Linked DNA regions of Macaca mulatta: region 2 is linked to region 1. A link is a contact called in public Hi-C data. All regions are on one chromosome and are shown on one strand. Each heading gives the region's core, a stretch centred on a gene start, on an enhancer-like site or on the middle of the called end of the contact. The rest is flanking DNA. Distances are from core to core; before and after follow the strand shown.

The links. A called contact is a pair of places that touch in the nucleus more often than the background predicts.
Region 2: a contact with region 1 is called in a Hi-C map of fetal cortex germinal zone, with 5 times the contacts expected there. The contact joins the promoter of FEM1A here to the enhancer-like site in region 1. A contact is called at or near these places in 9 of 14 Hi-C or Micro-C datasets (CD4 T cells, blood, cortical neurons and 5 more).

What each region holds. Positions count from the first base shown.
Region 1 is chr19:5,589,257-5,592,732 of T2T-MMU8v2.0, reverse strand. No RefSeq gene overlaps it. Among named protein-coding and RNA genes, the nearest start is that of TRNAV-CAC, 11 kb to the right of the region's middle. Within about 2 kb of position 1,877, at least 5 of the 40 cell types and tissues checked have an H3K27ac peak or open chromatin away from gene starts, as enhancers often do. A contact at or near this core is called in fetal cortex germinal zone, where this site is marked.
Region 2 is chr19:5,645,985-5,649,460 of T2T-MMU8v2.0, reverse strand. FEM1A (fem-1 homolog A) reads right to left here and starts at 1,798. Exons shown (of 1, transcript NM_001258156.1): 1 at 1-1,798. The coding sequence starts at 1,676.

The sequences.
Region 1 (3,476 bases), core at 628-3,127:
GCCGAGGCGGGCGGATCACAAGGTCAGGAGATCGAGACCACAGTGAAACCCCGTCTCTACTAAAAATACAAAAAATTAGCCGGGCGCGGTGGCGGGCACCTGTAGTCCCAGCTACTCAGGAGGCTGAGGCAGGAGAATGGCGGGAACCCGGGAGGCGGAGCTTGCAGTGAGCCGAGATCGCGCCACTGCACTCCAGCCTGGGCAACAGCGTGAGACTCCGTCTCAAAAAAAAAAAAAAAAAAAAATGTTAAATGGGCCAGGCAAGGTGGCTCATGCCTGTAATCCCCATGCTTTGAGAGGTAAGGCAGGAGGATTGCTTGAGGCCAGGAGTTCGAGCTCAGCCTGGGCAACAAAGTGAGACACCAGTCTCTACTTAAAATTTATTTATTTATTTATTTATTTATTTATTTGTTTATTTATTTTTGAGACAGAGTCTCGCTCTGTCACCCAGGCTGGAGTGCAGTGGCGCGATCTCCGCTCACTGCAAGCTCCGCCTCCCGGGTTCATGCCATTCTCCTGCCTCAGCCTTCCGAGTAGCTGGGACTACAGGCGCCCGCCACCACGTCTGGCTAATTTTTTGTATTTTTAGTAGAGACAGGGTTTCACCGTGTTAGCCAGATGATCTCGATCTCCTGACCTCGCAATCCTCCCACCTTGGCCTCCCAAAGTGCCGGGATTACAGGCGTGAGCCACCATGCCCGGCCAGTCTCTACTAAAGTTTAAAAATTATCTGGGCATGCTGGGCATGGTGGCTCACGCCTGTAATCCCAGCACTTTGGGAGGCCAAGGTGGGTGGATCACTTGAGGTCAGGAGTTCGAGACCAGCCTGGCCAACATTGTGAAACCGTCTTCTGTACTAAAAATGTAAAAATTAGCCAGGTGTGGTGGTGGTGGCAGGTGCCTGTATTTGCAGCTACTCAGGAGGCTGAGGCCGGAGAATCACTTGAACCCGGTAGGCAGAGGTCGCAGTGAGCCAAGACCGTACCACTGTACACCAGCCTGGAGGCAGAGTGGGACTCAAAAGAAAGGAAAGAAAGAAAGAAAGAAAAAGAGAGAGAGAGAGAGAGAAAGAAAGGAGTGGAGGGAGGGAGGGAGGGAGGGAAGGAAAGAAGGAAGGAAGGGAGGGAGGGAGGGACAAGAAAGGAGGAGGTCTAGAGGTGGGGCTCAAAGAGGAGGGAGAGTTCCTGTAAGATGGGGATCGGGGGTTAGAGAGGAGATTGGGAAGGGAGGGTGCCTGGGAACTGGAGAATCTCCGTGGTGAGGCGTTAGGCGATCCTGGGAATTGGAGAATCTCCGTGGTGAGGCCTTAGGCAATCCTGGAGGGCTTCCAAGAGGCGTGGCTGGCCCTCCCTCAGGATGCTGCTGGAAGTGGCCCCCAAGAGCAGTGGCTAAGAGAGGGACAGAACAGCTGATGCTTTTTGACCAAGGAACACCAGCCAAAGGCCATGGGATGGGTAGGAGGAGTGCTTGCTGGGTGGGTCCCACTGTCTCTTCTTCTCCTGGGGGGCCCTCTTGCCCTTCCAGAGCAACCCCATCTTTCTAATCAGGCATGGGGGGCAGGGGGCAGGTGTGAGGAGGAAGAATAAAACCCCACTGCCTTTGATATTTGGGGGGTCCACGATGCCCCCACAGCATGTCTCTCCACACGGATCTCTGTAGACCTGGGCACCCCTAGCTGGCACCACCCTACCCTGGTTCATGTGGTCCCCCTCCCCCCTCTCCTCCCATCCCCTGTCCCAGCCCACTGGGCCCCCTGTTATCTTTAATTAGCCTTTGTGGAACTGAATTCATTGAGACTCTGACAGCCCTTTACGGTGGGGGGAGGTCAGGCCGCAGCTTCCCCGCCTCCCTGCCTGGCTAATTCGGGGGCTCTATTGTCAAGAGGCACCACCCCATCCCCCTCTCCACTCCCCTCCGCGGTTGGATTGCTTCCACAGACAATGCGGAGAGCTCATCGTTCTGAAGGGCCAGGGGCTGTAATTTCGTTTAATTCAGCCCAGGAGACAGCAATTACAGCTAATAAACGACCCCTAATCAGCTATCTCTCCCACTCCCACCCCTGCCACCCAGCTCCCCTCTCCTCTGGGGAGCCCTCCCTTCCCCCAGCCGGGGGAAGGAAGGAAAGAATAGAACAGCCCTGCCCTCTGAGTCTCAATTTTGCCTTCTAGGAAATGGGCATAGCATTGAACCCTGCCAGGCACACGCCACCACACCCAGCTAATCTTTTTACTTTTTGTAGAGGGATCTCACGTCGCTGTCCAGGTGAGTTCACCCCACCCAAGAGAGAGATCCAGTGCAGGGGAAATTCCAGCAGATTCTCTGTCTGTGTGTTGGTGGGGATAGACACAGGGGGATAAGGAGAGCATCTTCACGTACCTCCACCTTCCATGTCCCATCTCTCCCTCCATGTAGCCTTCAGGTGAGTGGCTGTTTGATTTTGCAGAGCTAAGAATATCCCTGAACGATGTGAAGTGGGCTTGAACTGCAGGCTGGTGAGAGGTACAGAGAGAAGGAAGGAGAGAAGGAGGGAGGGAGGAAAATCCCAGCCTCCTTTCATGCCCCTTCAGCTTCTAGAGTCTCTACTGCTTTCATCCCCATGACAAAAATAACAAGCCCACCTCACCATAGACAGAGTCTAGCTCTGTCGCCCAGGCTGGAGAGCAGTAGCATGATCTCAGATCACCGCAACCTCTGCCTCCTGGGTTCAAGCGATTCTCCTGCCTTGGCTTCCCGAGTAGCTGGGATTACAGGCACTGGCCACCGCACCCAGCCAATTTTTCTTTTTTGAGATAGAGTCTTGCTCTGTCGCCCAGGCTGGAGTGCAGTGGCGCCATCTCGGCTCACTGCAAGCTCCGCCTCCTGGGTTCACGCCATTCTCCTGCCTCAGCCTCCTGAGTAGCCGGGACTACAGGCGCCCGCCACCACGTCCAGCTAATTTTTGTATTTAGAGATGGGGTTTCACCATGTTGACCAGGCTGGTCTTGAACTCCTGGCCTCAGGTGATCCGCCTGCCTCAGCCTCCCAAAGTGCTGGGATTACAGGTGTGAGCCACCATGACCAGCAACCAGTCCCTCACTTTATTTTTTTGAGATAGGGTCTCACTCTGTCACCCAGGCTGGGGTGCAGTAGTGTGCAATCACAGCTCACTGCAGCCTCAGCCTCCTGGACTTAAGCGGTCCTCCCAACTCAGCCTCCTGAGTAGCTGGGACTACAGGTACATACCACGATGCCCGGCTAATTTTTGTATTTTTGGTAACGACAGGGTGTTACCCTGTTGCCCAGGCTGGTCTTAAACTCCTGGCCTCAAGCGATCCTCCCTCCTCAGCCTCCCAAAGTACCAGGATTACAGGTGTGAGCCACCGTGCCCAGCCCCATGACATTTTTAAGGTCCAGGCTGATTCTTCTACTGGCTGGTCCAATTCAATGGTCTTTTATTATATCTTACTTTTTTATTTTATTTTATTCTTTGAGATGGA
Region 2 (3,476 bases), core at 549-3,048, 57 kb before region 1:
GGGAATCTGCCCACGGGGTAGCGGCCCACGTTTGTGGTGTCCTTGTCCACAGCCATGTGCAGAGGGGTGAAGCCGTTCTTGCCCCTGGGTGCGCACTTGAGCAGGCGGTAGACGGTCTGGTGCTTCAGGTGCTCCTGGCTGGGAGTGCACTCCACTTTCTCTAGCAGGTAGAGCAGGTGGAGGATGATGGCCAGCGCCTTGGTGAACTGGGCCGAGTCTCCGGGCTCCCTGGGCAGCTGCAGGGCCCGTTCCACTTCCCGGACCCCTTTGGTGAGGACCCCCATGAGGTCTGCAAAGCCGATCTGGGTGCCCAGACTGCCCTTGGCGGCCCGGTCCTGCAGCACGTAGGAGAAGAGTTCCGCGAAGGAGAGGAAGCTGCTGGCGGTCATGGGGCTCAGAGGCTCCAGGTTGGTCTGTTGCATGTCCAGGGCGTACTTCCACAAGCGGATGCAGCGCTCGAAATTGCCCGAGTCGGCGTACACGGCGCCCCTGTAACGGATATAATAGGAAGTGTCGGGGTGCGAGGGACCGAGGATGCGCTCCCGGATCAACAGGGCCTGCATGCGCATCTCATCCGGGTCGGTGATCAGCGCCTCCAGCTCCTCGGTGGTGTTGACCTCCCTGGAATAGTCATAGGCCAGGACCAGCTGTGGGGGCTCCGGTTTGGGCAGGTACTCGCCCCCCTGGTGACGCAGCTCCATGGCCCGCCTCCAGTGTTTGAGGGCCCCAAGCAGATCTCGTTTCTTATCCACATACGTAGCTCCCAGCAATTCCAAGGCTTCCACGGCAGCTTCCCGGCTGGTGGGACAGCAGCTTTCATAAGATTCCCCGTTCAGTGGTTCCTCCGGGGAGGAGCTACAGCATGGGGCCCCCTGAGGCTGCGCACACCCCTGGCTGGTAGAGGGGCCTTCTTGGGGCAGCCCAGGCTGAGCCTCTCCCCCTGCGATCTGCTCCTGGCCGGGCTGCTCCTGGATGAGGTACTCCACAATGTTGGTGTGGCCCGTCACACTGGCCGCAAGCAGCGGGGTCATGCCGTAGCCGTCACGTTCCATGCGGGCCTTGCACCCCAGCAGCAGCTGCAGGATCTCCAGGCTGCCGGACTCGGCGCAGTCGTGCAGGGCCGTGTTGCCCTTGGCGCTGCGCCGGTTCACCTGGGCGCCCTGCTCCAGCAGGTAGCGGGCGATCTCACGATGGCCCTTGTAGCACGAGATCATGAGGCACGTGTGGCCGTGCCGGTTGGCCACCTCAAGGTCGGCCTGGTGCTCGCCGACCAGGTAGCGCACCACCTCCAGGTGGCCGTCGAAGCAGGCGGCGCGCAGGGGCGTGGAGTTGGTGCGCGTGGTGCGGTTCACCGAGGCCCCGCGGCGCAGCAGGCTCCGCACCACGTCCAGGTGGCCGGCGGCGGAGGCGGCCCACAGCGGCGGCGCGCCCTCGATGGTCTCGCCATCGAAGTGCACCGAGCCACCGGCCTCCACGCTCGCGCCGCACCGGTCCACCAGGTACTCCACCACATCCAGGTGGCCGTAGCGCGCGGCGATGAGCAGCGGCGTCCCCCCGCCGGCCACCTCGCCTGTCAGCTCGTCCAGTTCCTCCCGGCTCCGGCCGCTGAGCAGCTTCTGGAGCAGCTGCAGCTTGCCGTCACGGGCAGCGTTGTACACGGCGGTGCGGAGGTCCATGGTTCGGGCCTCCGCCAGGCCATGGGCCGGCCGCCGGAGGACGGGGAGACAGAGGATCAGAGCCCGGACGGGCGGGAGGCAACCTTCACCGTCTCCCTCGCCGCCATCTTAGGGGTTCCTCGGGCGGAACAAAATGGCTGCCGCGACCCGACGAATGGGAGCACGCCGGGAAATGGAGTCCTCTGCGCGGGCCCACTCCATAGAACAAAAAAGGAATCATGGGGGATTAAGACTACACTTCCTAAAAGGCCACAGGACAGCCCCCGCGAGCTGTGAGCGCGCGGCATGATGGAAATTGGTGTTCCAGTTGCAGTGCATGACCGGGGAAGTTAGCAATTTGAGAACTACAATTCCCGTCATGCAGCGCTACACGACCTAGCTTGTGGGAACCGGCGAAATTTGGTGACGTACTTCCCATGGCTGTCTCTACGTCAGAGCCTATGGAAAAAGCCTGCACGATGCCCTTAAGGACTACATTTCCCAAAAGGCATGGCGAGCGACTCTGAGCCAGTCAGGACCTAGACCGAAGGCCAAGCTCGGCCAGAGGGGGCGAGTCATGATTCGGGGTTGGAGCATAGGTGAGCAGCCCACCGGCAGGGGGCGCCAAGAGGAGGCCGAAAAGCCAGGCAGGGCGAAAGCGTTTTGAGCTGGGAGAACAGGGAGAGATAAGGGTAAAAAATTACGCGCTCAGTTCTTATTCCCCCATTCATTTATTCATTCATTCATTTACATGCATTTATTTATATCCTAGCATATGTCAGAATTTCCTTCTTCTATTTTATTTACGTAATTATTTCTTATCTTTCAATAACTTCGTGGGATTTTTTTGTGTGTTTTTGTTTTTGAGACAGTCTCTGTCTGTCGCCCAGGCTGTAGTGCAGTGGTGCAATCTCGGCTCACTGCAACATCCACCTCCCGGGTTCAAGCGATTCTTGTGCCTCAGCCTCCCAAGTAGCTGGGATTACAGGCGCCCGCCACCACACCCAGCTAATTTTTGTATTTTTAGTAGAGACGGGGTTTCACCATGTTGGCCAGGATGATCTCGAACTCCTGGCCTTAGGCGATCCCCCCGCCTTATCCTCCCAAAGTGCTAGGATTACAGGCGTGAGCCCCTGTGCCCGGCCTGACATGCTGATTTCAATTCCTTTGGATAAATACCCAGAACTGGGATTGCTGGATCATCTGGTAGTTCTACTTTTAAATTTTTCTTTGGAACTTCCATACCATTTTCCATAATGGCTATACTAATTAAAATTACCATCAATAGTGCGTAAGTGTTCTCTTCAAATCCTTGCCAACATTTGGTACCTTTCATCTTTTTGATAATAGCTATTCTAGCAGTTGTAAGGTGATCCATTTCCTGGCATTTTTTTGACAGCAGTGAATTATGAGACAGAAATCTTTGGTGGCCCGAATTATTTATTTTTAAAATGTATTCAAGATGCAATATATATACACTAAAATGCATTTTTTTTTTTTTTTTTTTTTTTTGAGACGGAGTCTTGCTCTGTCGCCCAGGCCGGAGTGCAGTGGCCGGATCTCAGCTCACTGCAAGCTCCGCCTCCCGGGTTTACGCCATTCTCCTGCCTCAGCCTCTCGAGTAGCTGGGACTACAGGCGCCCGCCACCTCGCCCGGCTAGTTTTTTGTATTTTTAGTAGAGACGGGGTTTCACCATGTTAGCCAGGATGGTCTCGATCTCCTGACCTTGTGATCCGCCCGTCTCGGCCTCCCAAAGTGCTGGGATTACAGGCTTGAGCCACCGCGCCCGGCCTGCTAAAATGCATTTTTAATAAAGAGGA